Regions from separate parts of the Lactuca sativa genome. Here region 1 is linked to region 2. The links are chromatin contacts, called in public Hi-C maps. All regions are on one chromosome and are shown on one strand. Each heading gives the region's core, a stretch centred on a gene start, on an enhancer-like site or on the middle of the called end of the contact. The rest is flanking DNA. Distances are from core to core; before and after follow the strand shown. Region 1 holds the start of LOC111900978 (nuclear transcription factor Y subunit B-3). Region 2 holds the start of LOC111909038 (protein TIC 20-v, chloroplastic).

Evidence for each region. A called contact is a pair of places that touch in the nucleus more often than the background predicts.
Region 1: a Hi-C map of leaf shows a contact between it and region 2, with 4 times the contacts expected there. The contact joins the promoter of LOC111900978 here to the promoter of LOC111909038 in region 2. A contact is called at or near these places in 2 of 4 Hi-C or Micro-C datasets (both in leaf).

Annotation. Positions count from the first base shown.
Region 1 is chr5:4,976,014-4,983,137 of Lsat_Salinas_v11, reverse strand. LOC111900978 (nuclear transcription factor Y subunit B-3) reads right to left here and starts at 3,282. Exons shown (of 1, transcript XM_023896844.3): 1 at 1,800-3,282. The coding sequence starts at 2,771. The coding sequence ends at 2,136.
Region 2 is chr5:4,088,260-4,094,591 of Lsat_Salinas_v11, reverse strand. LOC111909038 (protein TIC 20-v, chloroplastic) reads left to right here and starts at 3,361. Exons shown (of 1, transcript XM_023904831.3): 1 at 3,361-4,405. The coding sequence starts at 3,528. The coding sequence ends at 4,211.

The sequences.
Region 1 (7,124 bases), core at 2,033-4,532, 890 kb before region 2:
CATAGGTTTATGGCCAAAGGGAGTTTACGGCCGTAAACTCATGGTCAAACATGCATAGCTGTTTGTTTGAAGGCTATGGAAGCTTGATGGACTTTTGCTCTACACAAGGATGAGAAAGACCAAACCAGTGGAGGCTTTTGATGAGTTTACGGCCCAAAGGAGTTTACAGCCATAAACACATGACCATTATGCATTTGAGAGTAGTTTGAGGTCCTATTAACATCCATTAAGGGTTCAAGGTCAAAGGCTTGCTTGCTGGAAGAGTTTAAGGCTCAAACATGCCATAACATAGAGTTTACGACCAAGGAAGATCTTGGGCCATAAACTCATGATCTTCATGGGAAACGGCATGTTTCAATGTTGTAATTCAATGCCTCCTACTAGATATGATGTGTAAGGAAGAGTACTTACGATATAGAGGCTTGAAATGGTTGATTTTGGCCAAGAACACTAGTGTGTGTTCTTGGTGTTTCTTGAAGATCTAAGAAAAGATGATTTCTATGGATGAAATTAATGTATGAAGCTAGATTAAGAGATGTATTAACTAATCAAAGAAGAACACTTACAACTTTTAAAGATCTAGGATGAAAAGTTGGATGATACTTGAGAGGATTTGAAGAAAAATTGGCCAAGGAAAGGAGGAATGAGAAAACTGGCCGAGTTTTATATATAGAGAGGTGAGTTTACGGCCCCCTTGAGTTTACGGCCGTAAACTCTTGGTAACTTGGCCGTAAACTCCTCTTGATGGAGTTTAAGGTTTGCATGCTATATTGTGGCTCTAGCAGGTACTTCCTAACACTCATTTCTTGTGTGTATTAGGCTTAAAACTCCTTAGAATGACCTTTAAACAGGCTAGAACTCATTACCAATGAGTCTGACACTCAGTTGAGTTGACTGACTGAGCTTTCAAAGCAAATTTTTTCGGGTTGTCACAGTTAAGATTGTGGTTTTTTATGGTCGGTTTTTGGCTGGATTTGGTGATAGAACATGTGGGTAGACGGGTGAATGTAGGTTAGGTTTTCTACAAGTAAATATGGCTATTTGCTTACGGAAATGAGTGGTTCACGGAAAAGCAGCATGTCCGGCATGGGGGTGCTCGGCGATGAAGGAAGGTATGTAATGTTTGTGGGTTCACCGATGATGCACATATGTGTTTTACAACTATTGCACAAACACACAAGTCACTCTCACACACAATACTTTACATTACATGTAATTGCACTCTGTGAAATGTATGAACTTTGTATTGCACTTGTGTGAAAAAGCTACTTTTATCGTATCCATATACATCCCTTTTATATCTGCTGATTAAAAAAAGAAACAACGAGAAGTTGAACTTCCTCAAAACTTGGTGAGAAACTTGCACTTGTTGAAACATGGAGAAACAAGGAGAATCATATGAAAATCAAGTGATCCGCATGTCAACGCAGCCAAAAATGATCAAAATGGTTTTTATTTTTATTTTTATTTTTATTTTTTTTTAATATTAAAAACAAACAACCTCTTAAATTCTCAACATATTGACTAAGAGATATCTTTCCAACAGTTCTTTATATCATTATACCAAATTAATGACTGCATTTGGTAGCAAAACTATTTAATTTATAATGTTAATAAGATTTATCTTTTTAACTACGTCTTTTATATTGTTATGTATATTTATAATAAGATGCAACCTAAATAGAAACTTTTTTTTTGAACGGAAAAATTGAAACTATTTACACGTTACCAACAATTCACACGACAAGTATATAGTACAAACTCGTAGACTAATATTATCTTTTGTCAAGAGAATAAAGGAACAAGAAGAGCTGATAATGTATTAAAGGGACCAAATATTATATACTTTTGCTCTACCCAAATAAAAACAAATTAAAGTAACCAAATCTCCTTCTAATAATCTAATACCAATCAATGAAAGTGCTCGAAACAAAACAAAACATACCTAAATAATTAATCATGACATACAAAACCATACCTAAAGTCGTTATCTTTCATTACCTAAATCTATTATAATTCAGGTATATAAATATAATAGTAGTGTTTGAGATGGCTTTTGTCACGTACTGTCGTAATGTAGTCTTGTACTCTTGTATATATACTCGGGACTTTGGCGGTTATTTAATACTATTGATTTATCTCGGGGTCGGCCTTCCGTTTAATGGGCCGGATCCTGGATATCCAGCAGGGCCCATTTTCCCAGTCGGGTTTTGGCCAAACTGATAAAAACCACCCGACCCGTACAGGTGTCCTCCTCCTTGATGTTGTTGTTGATGATGCCCCATCATCGTGCCATACATCCCTCCTCCTCCTCCATTATTCTCGTGAAACCCCCCTCCGTTACTTCCAATATTTACAACACTGCCATTCCCTCCACCGCCCACACTGGCGGTGTCCTTCTCGCCTCCCTGTCGTCCCGCGAGCGCTGTCTTCTCACCCTCCATATCTCTAAATCTCTGTAAGTAAACCTTCAAGGGCTCGACGTAATCCTCAAACCCTAACGTTGTCATGGCCCATAGCAAGTCGTCACCATTGATCGTCTTTCGCTTCTCTCTCTGGCACTTATCTGATGCTTCGCCGGTGATAAAGCTGATGAACTCCGACACACACTCCTGTACAGTCTCCTTTGCGTCTTTCGAGATCTTTGCGTTTGCTGGCAGCGCTTTCTTCATGATTCTACTCACGTTTGCTATCGGAAGAAACCTATCTTGCTCCCGAAGCGAGTGATCGCCGTTGTGTCCTCCGCCGGACTCATTATCTGAATCCGCCATCTAACTACCTTTCAAATTCTAGCTTTTTGACTTTATGCTATCAATCTGCACGTAATTGAATTATGCCCAAAAACAAAAGTCCTCAGAAATTTCTGGCGCGGGAATTTTGCTGATCACAAAGTCCAAATCCTATAGGATCCTATCCTAACCAAACCACCTCAAGAAACTTAAAGAAACAATTATAATTGAAGAAAGAAAAGAGGAATTCATAATTCTAAGCAAACGCCGTGAGTCGTGAGTAAAACGTCGTCGGAAAAGTGATCGGGAAAAGACATTCAGGCGACCGGAATATGAGAGAAGGGAGAAGAAATGTTTTGTTGGAGGGAATGGGGATTGGAATACGGGATACCGTCGGATCAAATGCTATAAGAACGCCATATTTACTGCCACGTGGATGAATAAGGACCGTTATTTGTCGATAAGTGTTCATTCTTAGTGGCGAGGTGTGAACCGTTCGATTAGAAGATAGTGGAGGGATGTGGACCATCGATAGAGCATATGAGGAACATGGTCGGCCATAGCTACGTTTATTTAAGCATATAAATTAGGCACTAATAAATCGGGTTAACCCATTAATATGCACCTAATTTTGTCTCTTTTCTCTATAAATTTCTAGCATTCAGTTCAATTGTCCTTTTTATCTTTCATAATTTAGATATACTGATCATCAAATGTTTGTAGTAAAAGTATGGTAAATGTCTTATCTGCAAAAGACAAGATGGATAAAAAATAAAAAATAAATTATATATGGTATAAGAAAATATGACATCGTTTTACCAAAGAATAATAATTCCTAATCCTTTTGAGTTTTGATTGAATATATTTAAGAGAAAATGACAAAAATAGCAATTTACACCGATTACATTACAAAAATAGCAAAAAAAAAAAAAAAAACGGAAGTTGCAAAAATAACCATGAATTTCGTAGATGGAATAGTCCCATCTGCGAAATGGGCTTTGTATCTGCGAATGTACAAGCAGCTAAAGCATAACTGTGCTTTAGCTGCTTGTACATTCGCAGGTGATTTATTTATTTTTTTTTTATTTTTTTTTCTCTGTATATATTGAAATTGTAGGGTAAAATCGCAGATGGAATAGCCCCATTTGCGATTTACTCTGATTCCATCTGCGAAATTGTGGTTATTTTTAAAATTTTTATTTTTATTTTTTTTATTTTTATTTTTTTTATTAGTTTGACTATGAAATAAATTGGTTTGTAGCTCGGTTATATCTAACGTACATCACCAACATCAACATAATGCCCGTAAACATGTTTTTTTTATTTTTTTGACTTGAATTTTTTTTTAGTTTTATCTACCACACGCTTATTCATAACTTTAACTTCTTGTTTGACAACATTATTTCGTAGTCAAACTAAAAAAAATAAAAATAAAAATAAAAAAATAACCGCAATTTCGCAGATGGAATCAGAGTAAATCGCAGATGGGGCTATTCCATCTGCGATTTTACCCTACAATTTCAATATATATAGAGAAAAAAAACTAAAAATAAACCACCTGCGAATGTACAAGTAGCTAAAGCACAGTTATGCTTTAGCTGCTTGTACATTCGCAGATGGAAAGCCCATTTCGCAGATGAGATTATTCCATCTGCGAAATTCATGGTTATTTTTGCAACTTCGGGTTTTTTGACTATTTTTGTAATGTAATTGGTGTAAGTGGCTATTTTTGTTATTTTCTCTTTATTTAAATCCGCAACGAACAAGATGATAAGTATAATATAGCACGGTATTGTTGAATATATTAGAAAAAAAAAAGCTCTAGCAAGCAACTAGAGCAAAACAAGAATTACAAAGTAGAGATCAAAGTGAGGTTTTGGTTCCATAAATTCCACTTAACATGAAATTTATGATTCCTATGATAAATCAGTTTTAATAATCACCTCTATGACTTGTTTCTTGACCGAAGACAGCACAAAATTTTCCAAAAATGGAATCAAATACGTGACCGACATAAGACTAGAGAAATCCACTTCGCACCATAAATCTACACGGTAAAAAAGATCTTTAGCTAGCTGGCGGCCAAGAAACACATGATTCACAGATTCCATAGACGTTGAGCATATCGGACAATTAGTGAAACTGAATCTCCAACCCTTTCAAGGAAGGTTATCTCTAGTCGGTAAACGATTCAACATAATTCTCCAAGAAAAAAATATTAACTTTTTATAGGAATGATATTACACTAGAAGGTGACTCTAACATTAGTGGGTAAATATGCATCATCAATAACACCTCGGGTTTCCTTGACAGAATAATCAACACCCATTGCCAGGTCCCAAATCCATCGGTATGGTCTGTCAATAACATTCACTTGCACTAATAAATCAATTAAAGATGTTAGGTGAGACCCCGTGACTCTTCCTCCTGGATCACGAATGGAACTCTAATTCAATCATTACCAACATGTCTATCAACAATGGTGCAGTCAATATCCGTTTCCAGAGCAGCCAACATAGGAAACTTAACCGGTAAGGTCTCATCTCTCAATCACACATCCTTCCAAAAACGTATAGAAGTTCCATTACCCAAAGACCACTTGACAGTGTTGAAAGGAACAACAATTAGAAACCATACTAGCCCATACCCCTTTAATTGAAAGTTTCCTTCCTTGTAAGTCAAAACCACCACTAACACCATGAATAGATTTAATTGCTTTAACCCACAAAGCATCAATATAATTTACAAAACGCAACCTCCATTTCAACAGTAACGCTTCATTAAAATCAACAAGGCTACCAATATCCAAGCCACCATTATTTTTAGAAGCCATCACGACTTTCCAATTCACCAAAAAAAAATCTCTCTCCAGCACCGGCCTCCTCCTTTCTCTCCCCCCCCCTCGAAAAAATAGGCCCTAGCCGATTCCAACATATCACCGAATTTAACTTGCATTTTAAACGAAGAGAAAAAATAAATTCATCACGAACCAGAACATATTTAAAGTGCGTGGGTCTCCTTCCTATAGAAAGCATTTTAGGTTTCCACCCATTTAATTTAGATTTAAATTTATCAATTATTGGTTCCCAACTTTTAATATGATTCATCTTAGCCCCATTAGACACCCCAAGGTACTTAAAAGGAATAGGTTGTGTAGTACACCCAACTACTTTAGCAAACTCGTGAACTTCCTCCTCTATCATTCCGTGACCATTCATTTTAGATTTATGAAAGTTTATTTGTGTAACATCCACAAAATTCATGAAAATTTTAAACTTTTAAAACCAAACCACAAATCATCATTGTTTACAAAATTATTTTTAAAAGCATGTTTAATATCAGAGTTTTCCTAAAATCATAAAACAAAACACGAGGAGTTTCCCCAAAATACCACGATCATATGAGGTACCTGAAACATAACCGAAAATTGTAAGCCCGAAGCTTAGTGAGTTTCCCCAAAATACCAACACATCATAACCATAATAATAACAACAAATAGAATGCATATAGAGCCTTCAGTCTGACTAGAACGCCCCACCGGCCTACAATCTACCTGGTACGCTCACGGAACTTTCAGCATGATTGGTACGCCACACCAGACCTTCAGCCTATCTGGACCGTTCCCCACTGGCGTTCAGTCTATCCAGGCCGCCCTGGGTCCGTTGGCCTTCAACATAAAGTATAACCGCCTCAACCCAACCTCACACACACACACCGTGTCGACGCACATATATATAACATGCAAGCATATTAATAATCACCAAATAACAAACAGATAGATCTTACATATCACTAATCATAACATCATCCTATCTACCAGGATACAGATCTAACAGATCACTACATTACTCAATCATACGATAAACTAGGATAACAATCCAAAGGGCTGACCTTGGTGCTTTCGACGCGTAAGTATGGTGAGGAAGACTCACCTCACACTACTAAATCACACTAAAAGTCTCTGGCTACTTGCCCACTAAATCCTCGCGCTATCACAAACAAAGTAATAGGTGTGTGCACTGCGATCAATCCAAGCTCTTCATTTCCAAATCGATGATACCAAAAACCAAAACTCCAAACCATAAGCACAAAGTTTAGTGAGTCCCCCGGACCATACCCCATACACAATACACATAACACATAACTTGTTAGCTATAAAAGCTACCTCTACCACATAATACAGAACAATTAGCTACAAGCTACCTCTACCATACATCACATGTCCATTAGCTATAAAAGCTACCTCTACCACATATCACATATCAATTAGCTATCAAGCTATCTCTACCATTAGCCACATATCAATTAGCTATACAAGCTATCTCTACCGTTAGCCACAAAGGCTATCTCTACCATTAGCCACAAGGCGATCTCTACCGTCAGCCATAAAGGCTA
Region 2 (6,332 bases), core at 2,112-4,611:
AAAAGGTAAAAAATACTAAAAAAATATGAAAATTATTTAATGAAAATAAATTCTACACTTCTATCTGAGAATAACACTATAAATATTTTATCCATCTAAATTTTATTTTATGGCAATATGTATAATCGTGATTAATTGTTTTTTATTAAACTGATTGTTTATCTTCTTTTCATATATATATATATATATATATATATATATATATATATATATATATATATATATATATATATATATATATATATATATATATATATATATATATATATATATATAGGTTAGGTTATTTATTCTAACTATCCAGTGAAAATTAAGAAAGTGATTAATAAATATTATTAAATTAAAAATAATTGAAAAATACCATCTAATTTCACTATAATGGTATTTTAGTCAATTGATATAAATTTAAAAAATGAAAATTCCAGATTTGTGAGGATAATTAATTTTCTTGATTTAAAAATTATGATTTTTTAGTTAATTCAATTTTATTTTTTTTGTAATTTTTAATTATACCCGATATATTTTGTGAGAATGATATTCTATAAGAATGTCAGGATATATATTTCTCACAGAATACATATTTTGATTAAATGAACTTTTTTGAAAAAAAAACAACATTCTTGAACCATTAGTTGAAAAAATAACAAGATCTTTGTATATTCATGAACATCTGGATGTAGATTCATACATATTCTTACATAATCTTATACGTTTTAATACAATTATACATATTCTAACAAAATGTCACAAAAATGAATTAGATTCTTGAAAAGCATTCATGAGAACAAAACTGAATATTGCATGTCCTTATTCTGAAAGAATATTGGTCTTCCTCATTCTAAAGTCTTCGCCATTCTAAAAGAATATTTGTAGGTTTTAAATAACATTCATGAAGGTCTTCACCAGCCCACAATAGGCACTCATACATGGGGATGATGATACAAGTTGCACCAAGACAATGGGTTTAAGTGTTGTCCTGGATAGGCTAACAAAGGATTCAACATTGATGCCTAATGCACCAGCAAAAACAAGGATACATACCTCAAGTTGAAGCTCGTTCAATTTAGAAGTCAAACTCTCTATGGTTGATTGATTAGCTGCTACAGTAGCTTCAAAGGTAAACAACTACAGAGCATCCCAATCCCTGTAAAAACAATAACATAACCCTAGAATGCCATGAACATTCCATCACTAACCAATAATACAATTTGAGACTTCATGAACATCCCATCACTAACCAAGAATACAATTTGAGACTGTCATGACATGTTGAACAATCAATACCCATCTAACAACATTTCTCTTTGACATTTCATCAAACACTTTAAGGGTACTCCCTAAATCATCACATTTTCTGTTAGTTTAGTTATACAAAAAAGAAGTTTAGGTATATAAAAAAGAAAAGAACATATGAAATACTTAAAAGCTTACCAGGATGAGTGGATTACAATTTCACAGATGTTACAATTACTGGTTTGGTTTCTTTGGTGAAAATTTTCAATTTCCTAATAAACTTGACATCAATTTACTTACATTAAAAAACAAAATCGTAATTGCTAAAAATCTCAATATGTTCATACTTAGGAAAATCTTGAAACCGGAATATTACATGTAATTTGTAGGTTAGGGTTCCAGCCTCCAAGGTGAAGTCAAGAGCGAGAATGAAAAAAAAAAAGAATTGTAGTTCGTTTTCGTTAGACTCCCCGTCTTGCACATGAGGTTGGGAAAAAAAATTGTTCCAGAAAATCATTGATTTAATAACGGGGGAAGAAGGCAAGAACAAGAGAAAGAAACAAAAGGGTCATCACCGAAATTAATATTTTTATCTTTGAATCACACACAAAAAAAAAGGTCCGACTTTTGTGCCTTGGTTACGATGTCATTTTCGCCGTCGCCGATTGGCAACTCCGACCCTCCTTCGATCATAGGATGATTAAGGTTTCATTCGTCAATAAAAAAAATAAGAGGAGACATTAATACGTGCTGATATGAGAAGCTAAGTTAAAGAGTTGGTAAAAAGAGATTTTTTTTGTAATGAATGATTTAAGGGTTTTATTATGATTATTATATGCTAAATTACATAATTATCTTATTAATTATTTAATTATTCTTAAATTCCTATTGGTTCCTACATTCACACAATAGATGTAAAAACTCTCTCTCCCTCTCTCTCTCTCTCTCTCTCTCTCTCTCTATATATATATATATATATATATATATATATATATATATATATATATATATATATAGGTTATTTTGTTTTTTACATTTATTGTGTGCTAGAATGCACCAATAGAAATTTAGTAAATTAAATAATTATTTAATTAAATAATTATAGATATTAAATGATTTCCATAATTATATGTATATTAAATGATATCCATAACTATAATTCTCTTTTTATGGAAACTAATTAAATCCGACGTTAATGCCAACAATAACATTCTTTCAGAATGAATTTGCATCTAGGTTTTATATATGAGTTCGTACTTTGTTTCAAAACTCAATCACTTAAAATACAATAAAGTTGTATGGAATATGAAGAACGAGAGTGTATTCTACTAGAATACACTCTCATTCTGCTGTAATACACTCTCATTCTTCTAAATATGAATTTATTCTGAAAGAATATTATTGTTGACATTAATGACTAATTTAATTAGTTTCCATAAAAATGAGTTATAAGTATTGATAACATTTAATATACATGTAATTAATACTAAATTCCTATTGGTGCATTCTAGCACACAATAGATGTGAAAAACATTTGAACCTACCTCTTATATATATATATATATATATATATATATATATATATATATATATATATATATATATATATATATATATATATATATTCATAAGTATAATGCTATCATGATTAAAATACAAACTACACATATTAAAGGCAGTAAGTCAGTTTATAAAACATGATATCTTAGACCAGAAAGATTGAAGTGCGGCTTTAGCTGATGTGACATTTGAAACTGCAGTAAACACCGCCCCTTATACGGTTTGGGGTGTGCAGCCAAAAAAAGGAGCGTTCCTCTCTCTCACACTTTTCCTTTATTTCTCTTTTTTCTTTCCCGTTCTTCTTTTCATGGACTACCAATCTTTATGTGTGGGAAGGAAGTGTGACAAAACGATTTCTTCTTTTCATGGAATACCAATCCTTATGTGTGGGAAGGAAGTGTGACAAAATGAGTTCCTCCAGCCTTACTATTTTTACTGATTTTGCATTCAGACTTGTACATGAGTCATAAGATTTACTATTCTAGTTCCTTTCTTTGTCTCTAAATCTAACTGTGCATTGCAGACACCTGAAATTGAATTTGTTGGTATTGGGCCTTTCTTTCCTATGGACCTTTGAAAGGATATGGTTGAGAAGCGGGCAAACGGCTATCCCTCCTCCTCAACTCAACTACCTCGTTTGATATTATTTCTTCAGTCCCTCCCTCCCTCCTTGTCTTTCTTTCTCTTTCTCCCTGTAACTGTAAGAGAAATCATCTCCGTCTTCTCCAATCTCCATGGCCATGTCCATGTCCATGGCCAACACCCTATCATCAACAGCAGCTCCTTTCAAGCTCTCATCATGTAGAAGAAGTCTGCCCCTTTATTCAACTTCATTCCTCCCCCTCAATCTCAAAACCCCACCTTCTCTTCTCTCTCTAACACCCCACCACCACCAGATCCAAATCAAATCCAGTCACCGCCGTCTCATCGTCGCCAAATCCAACGACAGTGACTCTGTCGACATACCAGACCGATTAATCTCAGCCGTATGTTACTTCTACCCCTTCTTTGATGGAATCCAATACGGCAAATACGTAATCACCCAATTCTCATTCATGGAAACCTTAATTCAACCTCTTGTGCCTGCAATCAGGGTGTTCAAAAGCTTCCCATTCAATGGATTCTTAGTGTTTTTGACACTTTACTTCGTTGTTGTCAGAAACCCTAACTTCAGTAGGTATGTGAGGTTCAATACCATGCAGGTTATTGTGCTGGATGTGCTGTTGATTTTCCCTGATCTTTTAGAGAGAACTTTTAATCCAAAAGATGGAATCGGGTTAGATCTGTTGATGAGTGTGGATAGCACTGTGTTTTTGTTTCTGTTGGTGTCCTTGATTTATGGTTCATCTTCTTGCTTTTTGGGGCAAGTTCCTAGATTGCCCATTGTTGCAGATGCTGCAGACAGGCAAGTTATGTGAACAATCATGAATACATGCTCATGATTGGTTCTTCAATTTGTATTAAATATCAGTAGTTTTGCTGCTTACTGTTCATCCTTTGCTCACTAGTCACTTCATATGATTTACTGATTTTTTGTTCCCATACAAGTCCTTAGTAAATTTCAAAACATATGTTAGTAGGATTTATAAGAAATCTAGTCAATTTCTCTGAATTTGTGTTGTTATACTATATGTTTTGAGCTCATTTTTATATTCTAACTCAATAAAGTTCAACTGGATGATGCTTTTAAATCGGGTATAAGATTGAATTTTTTTTAACGAAAGCCCCTGTCATTTGCGGTTCTACTTCTAATCATGGTTTATAGTAACATGTGCCAATCAGTAGGGTTTTTATTATGTAATTTGAGGCTCTAGATTTAAAATTTAGTTCTTATTGTGTAATTTGAGACTCTAGATTTAAAATAGAGTTTTTTTAACCACCACCATCAACACCACTACCCACTTCCCACCACCACCACCAACCACCCACCTCCACCATCACCACCCAATCACACCCACCACCTACCTCCACCACAACCCCTACCACCCTACCAACACCACCACCTTCTGCCAACGTGAACCACCACTTTGACCTCCCCACCACCACCACATGCGATTAAGTTATTAACATATGATTAAACTATGTTATTCACATATGATTAAATCATATTATTCACATGCGAATATATATATATATATATATATATATATATATATATATATATATATATATATATATATATATATATATATATATATATATATATATATATATATAGGGTGAGGTTCAATAGAGAACCATAATTAACCAAGAAACTAATCTTTTTTTCAATTTTTAAAACTTATTTTTTATCAAAAAATAAAAAAAAAATAAAATAAAAAACTAAAAATACAGAAATTTATAACTTTTTATCCTTTTTCCAATGATATAAAATTCGATTTTTTTTTACGTCAAATTCACAATGTGAATCTTCGAAAATTCACAACGTGAATCCGGATTCACACGGTGAATCCGAAAAATATTTTTCACATTCACAATGTTAATATATGAATTTAGATATTTTTAAATTTTTTTTCGATAAAAAATAAGCTCTAGAAATTAAAAAAAAAAATTGGTTACTTGAAGAACCTATAATTATGGTTCTCTATTGAACTTTTCCATATATATATATATATATATATATATATATATATATATATATATATATATATATATATATATATATATATATATATATATATATATATATATATATATATATATATATATATATATATATATATATATATATATAAGGATCTTTTTTTTAATATTTTCTTATTATATTGTATGTGTTAAAACCTTGTTATTCACATATGATTAAAACCTTTTCTTCACATGTGAACTAGATTACAACTCGCGTTAAACGCGGGAAACGCATAAAAACTTACAAATGTCTACAACATAATAATTATAAAAAATATTATGTTTATTGGTATTATTGAAATATATGGAAGATACATTGAAATCGATAAATATCTATAATCATTGAAGGACCTCTTTATATATGACATTTTTTTGTTTTATTAGTTGAATGACTTTCTTCATCACATATGGAAATGATATTGTTATATAAGCATAAGTTTTCTAATTATATGTTCCTTCATAATAAGGTTACTTAATTTAAGTCTATATTGACAACCAATATACCGTTTTTTTCACTGCATTAAATATTGACAACTATTTTATTTATTCAAATAAAGTCATACAGTATAATTTATGGAATTTTAAATGTTATATAAATTTAATTTTAATATATCATTAATAGGAATTCTTTTCTAAATCATGATTGGTTTATTTTAAATTGATTATAAATATAAGAGATAACTTTTATGTTTGTTCTTATTTATTTGGTGCTCGCAAGAACTTTACATTGGTCTTGGCGATATTTTGAATAATTTTAGTATATCATCAATGTAATTTGGTATATCTTTCAATTATATGAAATATCAAATAATGACATTTCACTACTATTATGATAACTTAGTTTATATATTGCATTTTTACTAATCTTAACGATCTTATTTTTTTTTTCTAATAACCGTAACGCTTTTATTAAT